Regions from separate parts of the Mus musculus genome. Here all the other regions are linked to region 3. A link is a contact called in public HiChIP or PLAC-seq and promoter capture Hi-C data. All regions are on one chromosome and are shown on one strand. The core of a region is the stretch at or near the end of the contact, and the rest is flanking DNA. Distances in the headings are between cores, read along the strand shown.

Region 1 (3,949 bases), core at 363-2,862, 180 kb after region 3:
CAATCAATAATATAAAGTTATGAAATATATTCCAGCCTGATTGATCAGAATTATAAATTTCCAGTCTAGCACATGGTTACTGAGGGGAACTGTGATTTCAAGGTCATTTCCAATCGTCTATATCAAGTGTTTTGACTCAAGGAAACTGGTATTGCCATAGATGAAATGAGGTAAAGGCATATTTATTTCTCTTTTGCCAAGTTACTTGACAAAGTTCAAAAAGTTAGTGAGTGTGCTTTTTTTTTTTTTTGTTCCACTCAGGTACTTTGTATATTTTTCTAACTTATTTAAATATTTATACATGTATACAGTAAAATATAGTCACATCCTCCCTTACTTCTCTCCTCCAACTTCTAATAGATTCCTGTCAGAATGCCCCCTCTCTAGCACTGGTCTGACTTGCTATGTAAATCAGATTAGCCTAGAACTCACAGAGGTCCACGTGCATCTGTTTCCTAGGTGCTAGGATAAAAAGCCTGCACCACCATACAACCCCATGTATATGTTTGTGTGTGTATATGTGCATGTGTGTGTGTGTGTGCATGTGTGTGTGTGTGTGTGTGTGTGTATCACATTAAGCCCTATTAGTGCTACTCATATATGCATACAGTGTGTGCAGCCATTCACTGGAGAATGGGAAACCTACCATTGGCCATACCCTTAAAGAAGAATGATTTTCTATTAGCTGCTGTTAACTGCAGCTCCTCATTAGGGGCAGGGGCTTATAAGCTTTTCTCCCATCCATGCTGGAATTGTATCTGGCTTCATCTGGCTCAGGTAACTGCAGCTGCTCTGTGTGGATGTGATGGCCTTGTATCATTCAGACATCATGGGTGCGATGGTCATGTCCATCTATACATCATGGATGTGATGGTAGTGTCACATCCAGACGCCACAGATGTGGTGGCCATGTCATGCCCAGACTTCACAATGTGATGGCTGTGTCACATCTGGAGCAGCATTTCGCAGCACTTCTCCCCATCCTCCAGCCCTTTCTACAAGGTTTGAGAAAGATGTACCATTTGGGACTGAGCAGTCCTCCATCACTTACCCTCAGCACTTGACCAATTGTGAGTGTTTTCACCGACTGCTGACCACTGCATGAAGAAACTTCTTGGACCAAGATCGGGATAACAAGTCTCTGGGTATAATAAGCACGTGCTTGGAAGGGAAACGGAGGTCACAGCCATCTAGTAAAATAACAGGAGGTTCTCAAGTAGGATCTCTATGAACTCTCAGCAATGGGCTTCTGACGAGTCACTAAATTTCCTCCTGTGGAGCAGATTGCAGATATAGTCAGAAAGTACTTAGTTACCTCAGTCACAGGCATGTCACTGTTGCTGCATTTGGCACATCTTTTTTGGCAAGTCTGTATTCTAGCAAGCCAGAGTCCAGCACTAAATAAGACCATAGGCGTGGTTTCTCCCCCAGCAAGCAGCCTGTATTGTACTCTCTGACACTATGAACAGGGAAGAAATTTCTTCCTTTGGTTTGAGATTAATTTTTATCCTGTAAGCAAAGTTTGGTAGTTGTAGTCGTTGCATCTGACTTTTGTCGTTATGGTGATGACTAAGAGCAATGCCAATAGCCTGTGTCATTCTGGAGACTTCTGGACCCTCCTGCTGTGGAAATTTCTCCCATGCCTGCCCTGCACTTTTATTTACCCATGTTGTCTAGGGATGGCCTAATGCATCATGCAGAAAACCTCTGTTCAAACCCCTTTATGGTCATCATCACTGTTACATGTAGAAGTTAGCTTTCTTACCTGTGGGTTTCCATAAGACCTTTCATAATCCCGAGTTTTGATTAACACATACCTTTCTCTCCCCCATTTCCTCACCCTGCCCCTGTTTAACCCTTTAACACATTTCATAACACATGTGTTCTTCTACTATCTCCTCCAGTTAGATTTTTATATTGGATTGCAATTTAGTAACTTTCCATCTGGCTTGATTCCCCCCATCTCCCTATTGCCTCCAGACTTCCAGTTTCCTTCTTTATTTACCTTTCTTTTATTTCCTTTGGCACTGCCAGCTATTCAAGATGTGGTTTTGTGGCTGTTGTTAAGTGTTGACAGTACCAAGTGGCCTTACAGTTGAGAGCCCAGGGCTGGTAAGAGACTTGCAGTATGGTACACGGGAGGGAGTATAGACAGACACAGGAGGAGACTGGCAACATACTGGACAACCTTCATCCTTCATCTTAGGGTAAAAGAGCTTTACATGGAGAAGCACTCAGTCTTTCTTAGTTTCTAGCTGTTCAGAGTCTGCATGACATGCAGACAAATGCCACAGCCACATCTGTCACTACTCAGTTAACATATACTAATAAAATGTTACGCTGTTTTCAAATTTTTATATATATTTGTATATGTATGATAACATATACTGTTTTATAATTATAATATATATAGTATAATTTCTATTGTTATAAATGTATATACATACTACTTTATAAGACACATAATTTTATATATATAAACATACACACAAAACACAGGTTCTATTCCTGTGAAACAGTAACATACTGCATAACTGATGACTGCCTTCCTGTCCCTACTCCCTACTGTAGGGAGAAAAAAGGGAGCCAGTCTCACCAGTGAAAACTGTAAACTAAAATGCTAGCTAATAGAGGAAATATGGATGGTTTGCACATCTTCCAGATTATTACTTTGAAAAACTTATCTTAATATACTGAAATTTCTTTTAATAATACATTATTATATGATATAATATCTCAAAGTTATTAAGGGAACTTAATTTTATTGTTGGTACAAAAGTATATATACTCAGTTGTGCTACTTCCAGTAATATCCAAGTAAGGTTTCATGCACATGACTGTATGTGTTTTGTTGTTATATTATGATCTCCAAGTAGAGTATTGATGATCTTGAAACTATGTATGATACCTAAGGTTTCTCAAAGATTTCATTAGTTTTCCATAGAATGCTAATGTAATTGTGTATGAATCTTAAGTTACAGAGTATCAATTACAATATAGTATTTTCTGGGTAATGTTTTCTTACAAAACCCTCTTAACTGGCTGCTACAAGAAGTTATTTTCTTGTTTTGAAATGTAAACCATATGTTTAAAGAGTGAGGCTAGAGAAGGCAGATACTGGATGGATTATATAGTACCACAGCTGATTTACTGGCCTGCTCGGGTTAAGGGCCAGTCACTTGAAGAGTTTCTCATTCATTTGGAATTGTAGCTGTTTTAGACTTTATAAATAATCATTTTGAGTATTCCAAGACTATGGGCATATTTTTGTCAAATTATCCAGTTTTACAGGAGTATTTTTCTTATAAGTTTGGAACCATAAAATAGAAATATTCCTAACCTGTCAAGTTACCAATGTGTATGTGGGCAGGATTTTGTTCATTTCCTGCTTTGTGATTTCATTGTGTTGTTCTGGCCTTATTTTTGCATAGGGTGCTGGCCAGGATAAACTGGGAATCTACGTTAAGTCGGTTGTCAAAGGAGGTGCTGCAGATGTGGTGAGTATTTGATTTTTTGTTTGTTTGTTTTGTTTTTGTTTTTTTTCGAGACAGGGTTTCTCTATGTAGCCTTGGCTGTCCTGGAACTCACTTTGTAGACCAGCTTGGCCTCAAACTCAGAGATCCGCCTGCCTCTGCCTCCCAAGTGCTGGAATTAAAGGCGTGCGCCACCACGCCCAGCGACTATTTGTTTTAAAGGAAACTGTGAAGGGCATTATGCGCTCCAGCTTTGTGAAATACTGTGCAGATGCTTATAGCTGTGGATGCTGTATGGTGAAGAATGCTGCTGTTCATTGACTGTGGTGGGAAGACTGATGCGCGCTGACCATGTGGTGTGAAGAATGCTGGTGTGCACTGGCTGTGGTGTGAAAAACACTGCTGTGTACTGACTGTGGTGTGAAGTACACAGCTGTGCACTGACTGGTGTGAAAAATGCTGCTGTGCACTGATAC
Region 2 (4,598 bases), core at 601-3,100, 230 kb before region 3:
AATAAAAGGCCAAGCAGATAAACAGGACAGAAAGACTGGCTGCTCAAACAAGAACTCTGTGGCCACGCTAGCAGCTGGACAGTGTCCAGAGGAGACCATCCCTGAGGCACACTGTTCTCCCTGCTCCTTAGAGGCAGGGCAAGAGATTAAACAGCAACAGATAAAATTAATTATAAAGAAACAGTTTATGTAACCGGATATATCAGAACATGGCCATTTTGATACGTTAGGAATGGCAGGCCACAGTTACATTTAATTCTGAAGCTTTATAAATCTAGCATGAACCTCATTTACACTCTGCTTCAGTTCATCAGCTTCAACTGGTAGTCCCCCACACGGCTGCCTCAATGAATGGCTCAGCGTTGGTGTCAAGGGCCTACCTAGGTTGGCTTGGTATAAAGTGTTTTGTACCCACGGTCAGTGTCAGCAGGTAAGAGGGCACCTGTCCTCCTATGGGCATGCTCAGAACACTCTACCTACTTGAGTTTGGCAGTACCCAAGACAGAGCCTATTTCCCCAAACTCTGCCTGGACCTGAAAACTAGATTTTGCACTATTTGCTATTAATGAAGCTAGTTATAGGTCATATTTATATTCCTGGATCAACTCCCAATGTCTAATAATGGGGAGAAAGAGATAACTAAGAGACGAAGGGTCAGGAAACCCACTGTTCACTGGCACGTCAGTAGTCTGCTGCAGGGCTCAAGCTACCACTTTGGCCAAGTGACTGGGGGTGACTGCTCCCCATTTTGAGTTTGTTTTCTGGCCCTTCCTCATTGACTTTGGTCAACTGAATAGGGTGGAGGTGAGGGGTGGCCGTGACATTGGGTCTTAGGGACACTTGTAGTTCCACTCATGGCTTGCAAACTTTGTATCCAGTCCGGCTTGACAGCTTTTACCTGGGGCTAAGACCAGGGGGTTTTGGACTCCACAGCAGCCTGGCAACTTTCTCTCAAAAAAAATTAAAATGAACTGATTTCCATCAATATTAGGACAAAGCAACTGCAGTAACCGCTGATAGTACTACAGACCCAGGGAACAAGGTCACACCCTTGCAGCCTCAGGCAGCCCCCCCCCCCCCAATCCAGAGTCACAGTACATGCTCATGATCTGATGCCAGCAAGTCTCTGGTGGCTTCTCTGAAGCGCAGTTTCAGCCATATACTTAGAAAGCACAACCATGTGGAGATTGAAGAGGCCAACTCTGACTGAGAGAGAAATCCCCTAAGACAAGGGAAGACAGTCTTCACAGAGAATGGAGGACATCTATGGGAGACACACATTTATGCAAGCAGGACCATTCCCTCTCCCTAGGCAGGAGACAAAAGAAGCTGTTGGGTCCCCTGATAAGGGAAGAAGCTCGCAGAGGTAGGAGATTCGAGCCCACATGGAAGTCCCAGTTGCCACACTAAATTTAGAAGCAGTGATTATAGAGACTTCGAGGGAAAGAATAGGAATGTGAGAATTTCACACTCAGTCAAACTATTGTTGGACTTGAGCGGAGAAGAAAACTGTCTGACCACCCACACACAGAGTGATTATTCAGTAAAGCATATCGCCCACCCAAAAGTAAAACACTCAGAGATGGAGAGTCCAGCTCCAAATTCCAGTCTTTTCCTAACTCTTCCCTTAAAAAAAAAAGTTCCAAGTCAAATTAGTCTCCCACGATGGTTATAAACAGGGTGTATTGGTCCAGTGAGTCTGGGAACACGCACGTTTCCTTAGCAGTGACTAACATGATGGCACACCCATTTCCCCCAGTGCCTGCCAACTATTCACCCCCCCCCCCAGTTCTCTCCTAGGCTCCCCGTCTCAGTAGAGGACCTCCCACTGCCACCAAGCCAGAGGAGAGGAAAGTCATGAAGGTTGACTGGCTGCTGCTGGTCCTGAGTCAGAGCTCTGTGTCACCCTGCGTCGCACGCAGATGTCTGATAGGATGGATATGATGCAGAACATCCTGGGTATTTTGGAGCCACGCCCACACGTGCCTACTGGGGCACTGCCCATGGAAGAAGGAACCACAAGTAGCTACTAACCAAGCTCCAGGGTATCCCTGCTGTCCCCGGTCCTGGGAATGAGGCAGTGTCCACTCTCGGTCTGATTGCTGTGTGTTAGCAGCTGTCTGTGAGTCCCAGAAATAAATATGTAATATTGAGCTGCCAGTCTAGACTTAAAGATCCAAATAAGCTCAATTCAGAAGCATGAGAGATGAATGGAAGCCTGGGCATGGCCACTTACTACTTATAGATAGAAGTGCTCACTAACAGCTCCAAAGCTCATGAATAAACTCCAGTGAGAGGGCTGGAGAGATGGCTCAGTGGTTATGGGCACTGGCTGTTCTTCCCAAGGTCCTAAGTTCAATTCCCAGCAACCACAGGGTGGCTCACAATCATCTATAAAGTATCTGGTGCCTCCTTCTGGCATGCAGAAGTACATACAGATAGAATACTCACATAAAATAAATAACTATTCAAAACAAAACAAAAAACCACCAACGAGAAAGAAAAGAGATAAAGCCACAGCTTCATCAAGCTCCCTTCTCATCTCTGCCAGAGAGAAAAGAAGCCAGGAAAGAGGACTCTGGAAACTCCACAAGCCAACCTGACCTAGTGGACATTAGCAGCCTGCTAAGTCCATGGTACAGACTGCAATGATTTCCAGATGCTCATGGAACATGGATCAAAACAGGCCATACTTTGGACTTTAAATCAAGTCTACACAGTGACCAGAACCAAGATCACACACAGGGTGCTTCCTCCAACTGGAGGCATACCCACCCTGTGGTAGAGCAATTCCCTAGAATGCACAAAGCCATGGATTAGATCTTGACACCAAACGCACACATGGGAACTAAATTTGCAATCTGTAATGGAACTCTGAATAACCTCCAATTACTTGGAAACTAAATGACACTCCTTTCTGTTGCTAGACTGTGAAAGTCAAGTCCCAAGTGTGTTAGGTCCGATGGCTACACCGTGAAGCACCTGGAGGTCTGGGCAGACAGGGCAGAAGGACCCTTTCTCTCAAGCCAGAGGCCCATAACTCTGTCACTGGGCAGAAATCTGGGTGCTGGCAAGGCTGCACACCTGGAGGCATTAGGGGAGAATCTATGTGCCCCCTCAAGTTCTGGTGTGCCTAGACACCCTGGCACTGATCGTCTCGTATTCCCCATCTCCTTCGTGCCCACACGGAGCTCTTCTTGCTGCCTGTCGTGATCATGCAATGCCAATAAACACACCGGTATGTTTTCCACAGTGTCTGATTTACTGGACAACAGTACATTCACAGAGCTTAGCAGTTTCTTTTTTCTTTTTTTTAATGAATAGACAAAAATGCATTTATTCTCTAAATAATAATACATATATGTAAGAATACAAATATTATAGTGGGTTGTTTGCCTAGTGCCCTAAGTAATAATAATAGCTATTATTATTATTACTATGTAGATTTTTCTTTTTAAAAATTTATTTTATTTTTAGCTTATTTTTTACACTCCATATTCCATTCCCCGCTACCCCATCCACCCTCTGACTGCTCCACATCCCACACCTCCTCCTCACCCCACCCTGTCTCCACGTGGGTGCTCCCACCACCGACCCCATCTGACCTCTTAACTCCCAAAGTGGGAGCTCAAGTGGAGGTCCCAAGGCCTGACACGATTACTAAGGCTAAGGAGCACTCACAAAAAGGGAGCTATCATGACTGCCCTCCGAAAGACCCAACAAGCAGCTGAAAGAGTCAGATGCAGATATTTGCACCCAACCAATGGACAGAAGCATCTGACCCCTGTTGTTGAATTAGGGAAGGCTAAAAGAAGCTGAGGAGAAGGTCGATCCTGTAGGAGGACCAGGGGTCTCAATTAATCTGGACCCCCGAGATCTCTCATACACTGGACCACCAATCAGACAGCATACACCAGCTGATATGAGGCCCCCAACACATATACAGTAGAGGACTGCTGGGTCTGTGTTCATTCAGAGATGATGCACCTAACCCTCAAGAGACTGGAGGCCCCAGGGAGTTTAGAGTTTAATAGCTTCAATGGTAGCATCTTGTCATGTAATTCTACGTACCTTGTAATCTGGCTGAAGCAAGTGTGTGTGTGTGTGTGTGTGTGTGTGTGTGTAATTTCAATGTCAATCACTAGTATTGACTCCAGTATCACACAGCACACAGTAAAGAACTGGGGACTCTGAGCTGTCATCCACCACTGCTAAAGCCAGTTAGCAATCTTACTCCAAACAGCCTTGAGTGTGCTTTGACCTTAGCCTGGGGGAACTGTGAGGCCGTGTACTGCTCTTGCCCTCCTTTCTGCAGCTTCTCACACTGTCTGAGAAGAAAAGCAATCATACAGTGGTTAGTGGAGCTCATTCTAGACCTGCAACTAGGGTCTGACCCATGAACACCAACTAAGAAAAGTCACTGTAACGATACAAGGAAGAGAGAGTTTGGTTGTCCCAGCAGAGGCTGTGAAACACATGTATGACTGTGACTAAGCGAATAACCAGAGCAGAGAGACACGTGATGTGACAAAACACAGACAGAACAAGATCACCTAATGCAACATCACACCAAAGACACTTGCAAGTCTAAACAAGGG
Region 3 (4,619 bases), core at 1,227-3,726:
ACCTCTAACCGTGTGAGCCCGAGTAACCCCTTTTTTTTCCTTTCTGAGGTTGATAATTTCAAGAAGGTTGTTACACTGGTAGAAAGCTAACTTGGGAGGGGTGAACAGGCAGAAGCCAGGGACTTTCAGGGCAGTGAGAACTTGCATGTACAAAGAAAAGTCACTGTACTCTCAAGGGACACCAAGAGTAAACCCTAGCCAAATGTGGACTCTGGGTGGTGGTGGGTGCGTAGACACTCATTTGTGCAGCAAATGTACTATTGAGTGTTGGAGATTGGTTCTAATGCTTTGGTTCAACCAGGAATCTGTGTATCCCAATGCTAAAGGTCCTTGTCCCCAACTGGTTTTTTGATGGATCAATAAAGATTCCAGCAGCCAATGCCTGGGCAAAGGGAGCAGGGGCGGAATCCTTAGAGCTGTGTGGGCTGGGACACAGTAGGCAGGAGGAGAACGAGACTCCCCAGGACTTGGGGGAGAAGGATGGGACGCAGGAGCTGCAGGAGAGAAAGCCAACCAACCAGGTGAGAATTCAGGTGGGTGGTTTAGGAGAGCCTAGCCTTTGAGGTAGTAAAGGCACTTTAAAAATAAGCTGAGGGGTGTGTGTGTGTGTGTGTGTGTGTGTGTGTGTGTGTTTCATTCTTGGATCCAAAGATCTCCTGAGTGGTGGGAAGCACGACCAACCGGAAGCATAAAGCGGTGTAGCAAAAACTCACCACTACAACTGAGACATTGGGGAAAATGGAAGGCTTTGCCTGAGGGGAGTAGGTCCATGGGAAATCTCTACATCCTCCTCTCAGCTTCTCTGTGAGACTAAAAATTCTCCAAAAGAATAAAGTCATTTTTAAAGATAGCACAGCCCGAGAGATGGCTCATTGGCTCTAGGCATACACTGCCAAGCCTGATAGCCTGAGCTCAGTCCCTCGTGGAAGCAGAGGATAGACTCCCACAGGCTGCCATTTGACCTCCACACACATCACATGGCACACATGCATGAGCAAATGTAATTTACTAAGTATAATTAAAAACATTTTTGGGGATAGCTGCCATTTACTGGGGCCTATTTTGTGACAGCCACAGGACCAGAAGTATATTGTCTCAAATGATATTCAATAAAATATTAAATTCATGTGTTCTGTTTTTGTTTTTGTTTTTTGAGACAGGGTTTCTCTGTGTAGCCCTGGCTGTCCTGGAACTCACTCTGTAGACCAGGCTGGCCTCAAACTCAGAAATCTGCCTGCCTCTGTCTCCCAAGTGCTGGGATTAAAGGCGTGTGCCACCACTGCCTGGCAATTCATGTGGTTTTTAGAGACTGGGAAACTGAGGGATGTTTGTGTCTGAGTGTAGTTGTGTGTCCACCCTCCCTCTGTGTACAGAAGCCCTCTGTCTGGGCTGGGCTGTCCTTCATGCGACCTGTCATTCCTCTTCCCTACTATAGATCTGACAGGCCATACCCAGGAAGGCCACTGTAGAGACTGTCCCTCTGCTGTCCCCTGAGGCTGTGTCCAAGACTATTGACTCTCTGTCACATGGAACAAGGGGACAAACCCAAAGTGGAAGAGAGGCAGGAAAGGACACTCATCTTTCCTTATCAACCCCCTCCCCCCCCCCCCCCCGTGGCACAGTGTGCCCGAAAGCAACAGCTTGCCGGTTCTACATTCCAACACCCAGACTCATGAGCTCAACCTTATTCCTCATCTCCTTGTCGGTCAGCCCCTCCACCCGCTGAATTCCACGGTCCCTCCTTCTGGTCTGACCATTCTGTCTCACCCTTGTTATCTAGTCATCTGTTCTAGGAGCTTCTCCCACATTGTCCACCTGTGTGGGGAACTCCAACTTGGAAACTATTCCCAGGCTGTTGAGCCAACACAGTCCTGGGCGGGGATTCCTGTTGCATTCCCTGAGCGAGGAAGGAAGTCGTGTGTGGACACAGAAGCCTTCCTGAAACCTTTGACCCATATCCAGCCCCACTGTTTGATCCTCTTCCTCCGAAGTAAGGCATTTTTCAAAGACTATGACTGGGAATCGATACAAGAACCCTCCTAAAGTTGCTGGCCCTCCATTATCCCTGCTCCACAGTGGACTCGGCCTCTCTCAGTGTTTGCACAAGTGTGGGCTTTCTGGCCAAACAGCTCATTTTAGACAAAGGCCTAAATTCATCCAAAGAGGCTGACATTCAACCTACTCCACTCTATCTTTTTTAACTCTACTGTGTCCTGGACTCAGATTTGACATTGTGCAACTTCCTGACAGTGTCTGGCCATTATCCTGGAGGGAAAAGGCTATTTAAGTCCCTACTCACAACCATACCCATTAGCCACAACAAAAACAGGCCTTTCAGTGCCCAGGATGGTGCCCTGAACTTGCTATGCCCTTGTGATCTGGGTTAAATTACAGTACTTTCAAAGCTACTCCCCAGTGAGCCTGCAGAATGTGGAGCTGGCTGGCTCCGCCCTCTTCTATGCTTCGCAGCGGCAGCTCCAATCCACTTGGATGAAAGCTGAGTGAACAGGGAGGGTGTGGCCTGGTGCCTGGGACCTCAGACCTAGAGGCAGCCTCAGTAGGGCCCAATACTGCAAGGCTTCTGAGGCCTGAGCAACACAGAACCTTGAGGTGTCTGGAGCCATCCAACTCCCCTCAGGACACAATCAGCATGCAGAGGTAGAGCACCTAGAGACTGCTCCAGGGTCCTGTGTTTAGCACATATACCTGTGAAGTTAGTGAGCAGGGTGTCCTCATTCCACATGTTAAGAGCACCCCAGAGAGTTTCTGTAAATTCCCCAGGATTCCAAAAGAGTGAGACAGAAGTTTACACCTTCTGCTGGCATCCAGCCCAGCCATGCTGTCAGGGTCTGAAGAGACAATAAAGTATGCGAATAACTCCTCAGAGCCCTCCTGGCTGACCCCTGCCTGCTCTGACCTCACATATGTAAGCCCCTCCTGTGGAGACCCTGCTCTCAGCCCTACAGAGCCCTGGAACTGCCTACCAAGCAAAGGTTTGCAAAGGCTGCCTGCAGCAGGTGAGGCAGGCTTTCTCCTGTTCGTTCAGCTGTCTTCTGGTTATTCGTCTCCTCTCTGATGTTCTGTGTGTATGCTCCTTCTTCATGTCAGCCCATAAGATAGCTGGAAGCCCGTGTTTCTTGGCTGAAAGAGCCCATCCTGGAGAAAGTCCAATGCACGAAGCACACAGGAGACAAAGTGAAGTGGGTTCCTTGAACCCTGGCTTGGGGATCTCACTGGGGAAGCTGGATTGCTCCTGTGCTGCTACCAGACACAGATGAAGGTCAGAGCTGAGCCTGCAACTGTGCTAAGGACCTTCGCCACCAAGGCTTTCTGCCACACAGATGGAGAGTCCATGGTTTTTGTTTGTTTTAAGGCTCATTTATTTATGTATATCAGTACACCCTTTGCTGCCTTCAGACATACCAGAAGAGGGAGTCAGATCCCATTACAGATGGTTGTGAGCCACCATGTGGCTGCTGGGAATTAAACTTAGGACCTCTGGAAGAGCAGTCAGTGCTCTTAACCGCTGAGCCATCTGTGCCCCTGAGAATCTGTGTTTTAAATTGAGCAAACATTCTTCTCCTACCATTCCTCTGAAAAGATGTGTGACCTGAAGAGGCCCTCACACTTCTCTAGGGATCCAGCGGTGTGGGTGGCCCAAAGCCACCACTCAAACCAAAGAGCTGCCAGCAGAGTCTGGGGATGCAAGGGTGTAAAAGCCCCCCTTTCCCTGGCCCCATCCATAACGGGAAAGGTCCTTTGTAACTTGAATTGAAAAGGGAATTATGGGTTCTGCCCGCACTGATACCAAAGCTGTTATGTGGACCTCAGGGTCCTCCTGACACCCCACTTTATGTCAGTAAAGAGAACACAATGGAATGCAGTGCCTGGGAGTGGTAACCACAATATCCACACTGCTTTGGACAGATATTCACCTGGGGCAAGATGGATTCATTGCAAAGATGAAGGAGACTGCCACCTTCTGTAGGACATACCATACCAGCAAGCCTGCCTACCTTGGTGGACCTGAATAGTGACAGAGACTCCCTAGATCACTTTCCCAGCCCCTCTGGTCAGCAGAACACCTTATCCTTTTTTGCTCGCCAGAACAGCAGACTCCATTAACTCAGAGCAACAACACTACGGTTTGCATTCTTACTCAGCGGCTGCTTGTCATCCCACAAGGTATAATTATGTTTGTGTGTGTAGAGGTGGTATATGTACATTTCCGTGTGTGTTTGCATGTGTCTACGTGTGCATGTACGAGTGCATGCATGCATGCACGCATGTGTGCAATCCCGAGGTTAGAGTGGAGTGTCTTCCTCAGTCACTCTACTCCTTAGTTTTTGAGATAAGAGTCTCTCACTGAACCTGGCTTTTACCAAGTTGATTGGATGGCTAGGCAGTGAACTCTAGCTGTCTCTACTCCCTATGCCCCATGTCCAGTTTTGGGGTTACATCACACACACACACACATACATACACACACACACACACACACACACACACACACACACACACACACGCACAGAGCCATGCCTGGCTTAAATATGGATACTGGGAGTCTAAACTCAGGGCCTCATTCAAGCATAGCAAGTACTGACTGGAGCCATCATCCC

What was found. HiChIP or PLAC-seq counts read pairs in DNA pulled down with a chosen protein or histone mark. Capture Hi-C pulls out chosen DNA fragments and counts their contacts.
Region 1: a promoter capture Hi-C map of adipose tissue shows a contact between it and region 3. The contact joins two enhancer-like sites. A contact is called at or near these places in 1 of 115 datasets of contacts at active chromatin or transcription factors (pancreatic cancer cells) and 2 of 9 other capture datasets (adipose tissue and liver).
Region 2: a FOXA1 HiChIP or PLAC-seq map of pancreatic cancer cells shows a contact between it and region 3. The contact joins two enhancer-like sites. A contact is called at or near these places in 1 of 15 datasets of contacts at CTCF or cohesin (the NIH/3T3 cell line), 2 of 484 Hi-C or Micro-C datasets (granulosa cells and nephron progenitors), 3 of 115 datasets of contacts at active chromatin or transcription factors (cardiomyocytes, embryonic basal ganglia and pancreatic cancer cells) and 1 of 9 other capture datasets (embryonic stem cells).

Annotation. Positions count from the first base shown.
Region 1 is chr17:13,877,854-13,881,802 of GRCm38.p6, forward strand. It overlaps Afdn (afadin, adherens junction formation factor), which reads left to right. Exons shown (of 33, transcript NM_010806.1): 23 at 3,432-3,497. Among named protein-coding and RNA genes, the nearest start is that of Gm7168, 69 kb to the right of the region's middle. Within about 2 kb of position 1,613, at least 12 of the 459 cell types and tissues checked have an H3K27ac peak or open chromatin away from gene starts, as enhancers often do. A contact at or near this core is called in adipose tissue and pancreatic cancer cells, where this site is marked.
Region 2 is chr17:13,473,046-13,477,643 of GRCm38.p6, forward strand. No RefSeq gene overlaps it. Among named protein-coding and RNA genes, the nearest start is that of Rnu6, 43 kb to the left of the region's middle. Within about 2 kb of position 1,851, at least 44 of the 459 cell types and tissues checked have an H3K27ac peak or open chromatin away from gene starts, as enhancers often do. A contact at or near this core is called in pancreatic cancer cells, where this site is marked.
Region 3 is chr17:13,697,990-13,702,608 of GRCm38.p6, forward strand. No RefSeq gene overlaps it. Among named protein-coding and RNA genes, the nearest start is that of Gm24867, 25 kb to the left of the region's middle. Within about 2 kb of position 2,477, at least 181 of the 459 cell types and tissues checked have an H3K27ac peak or open chromatin away from gene starts, as enhancers often do. A contact at or near this core is called in adipose tissue and pancreatic cancer cells, where this site is marked.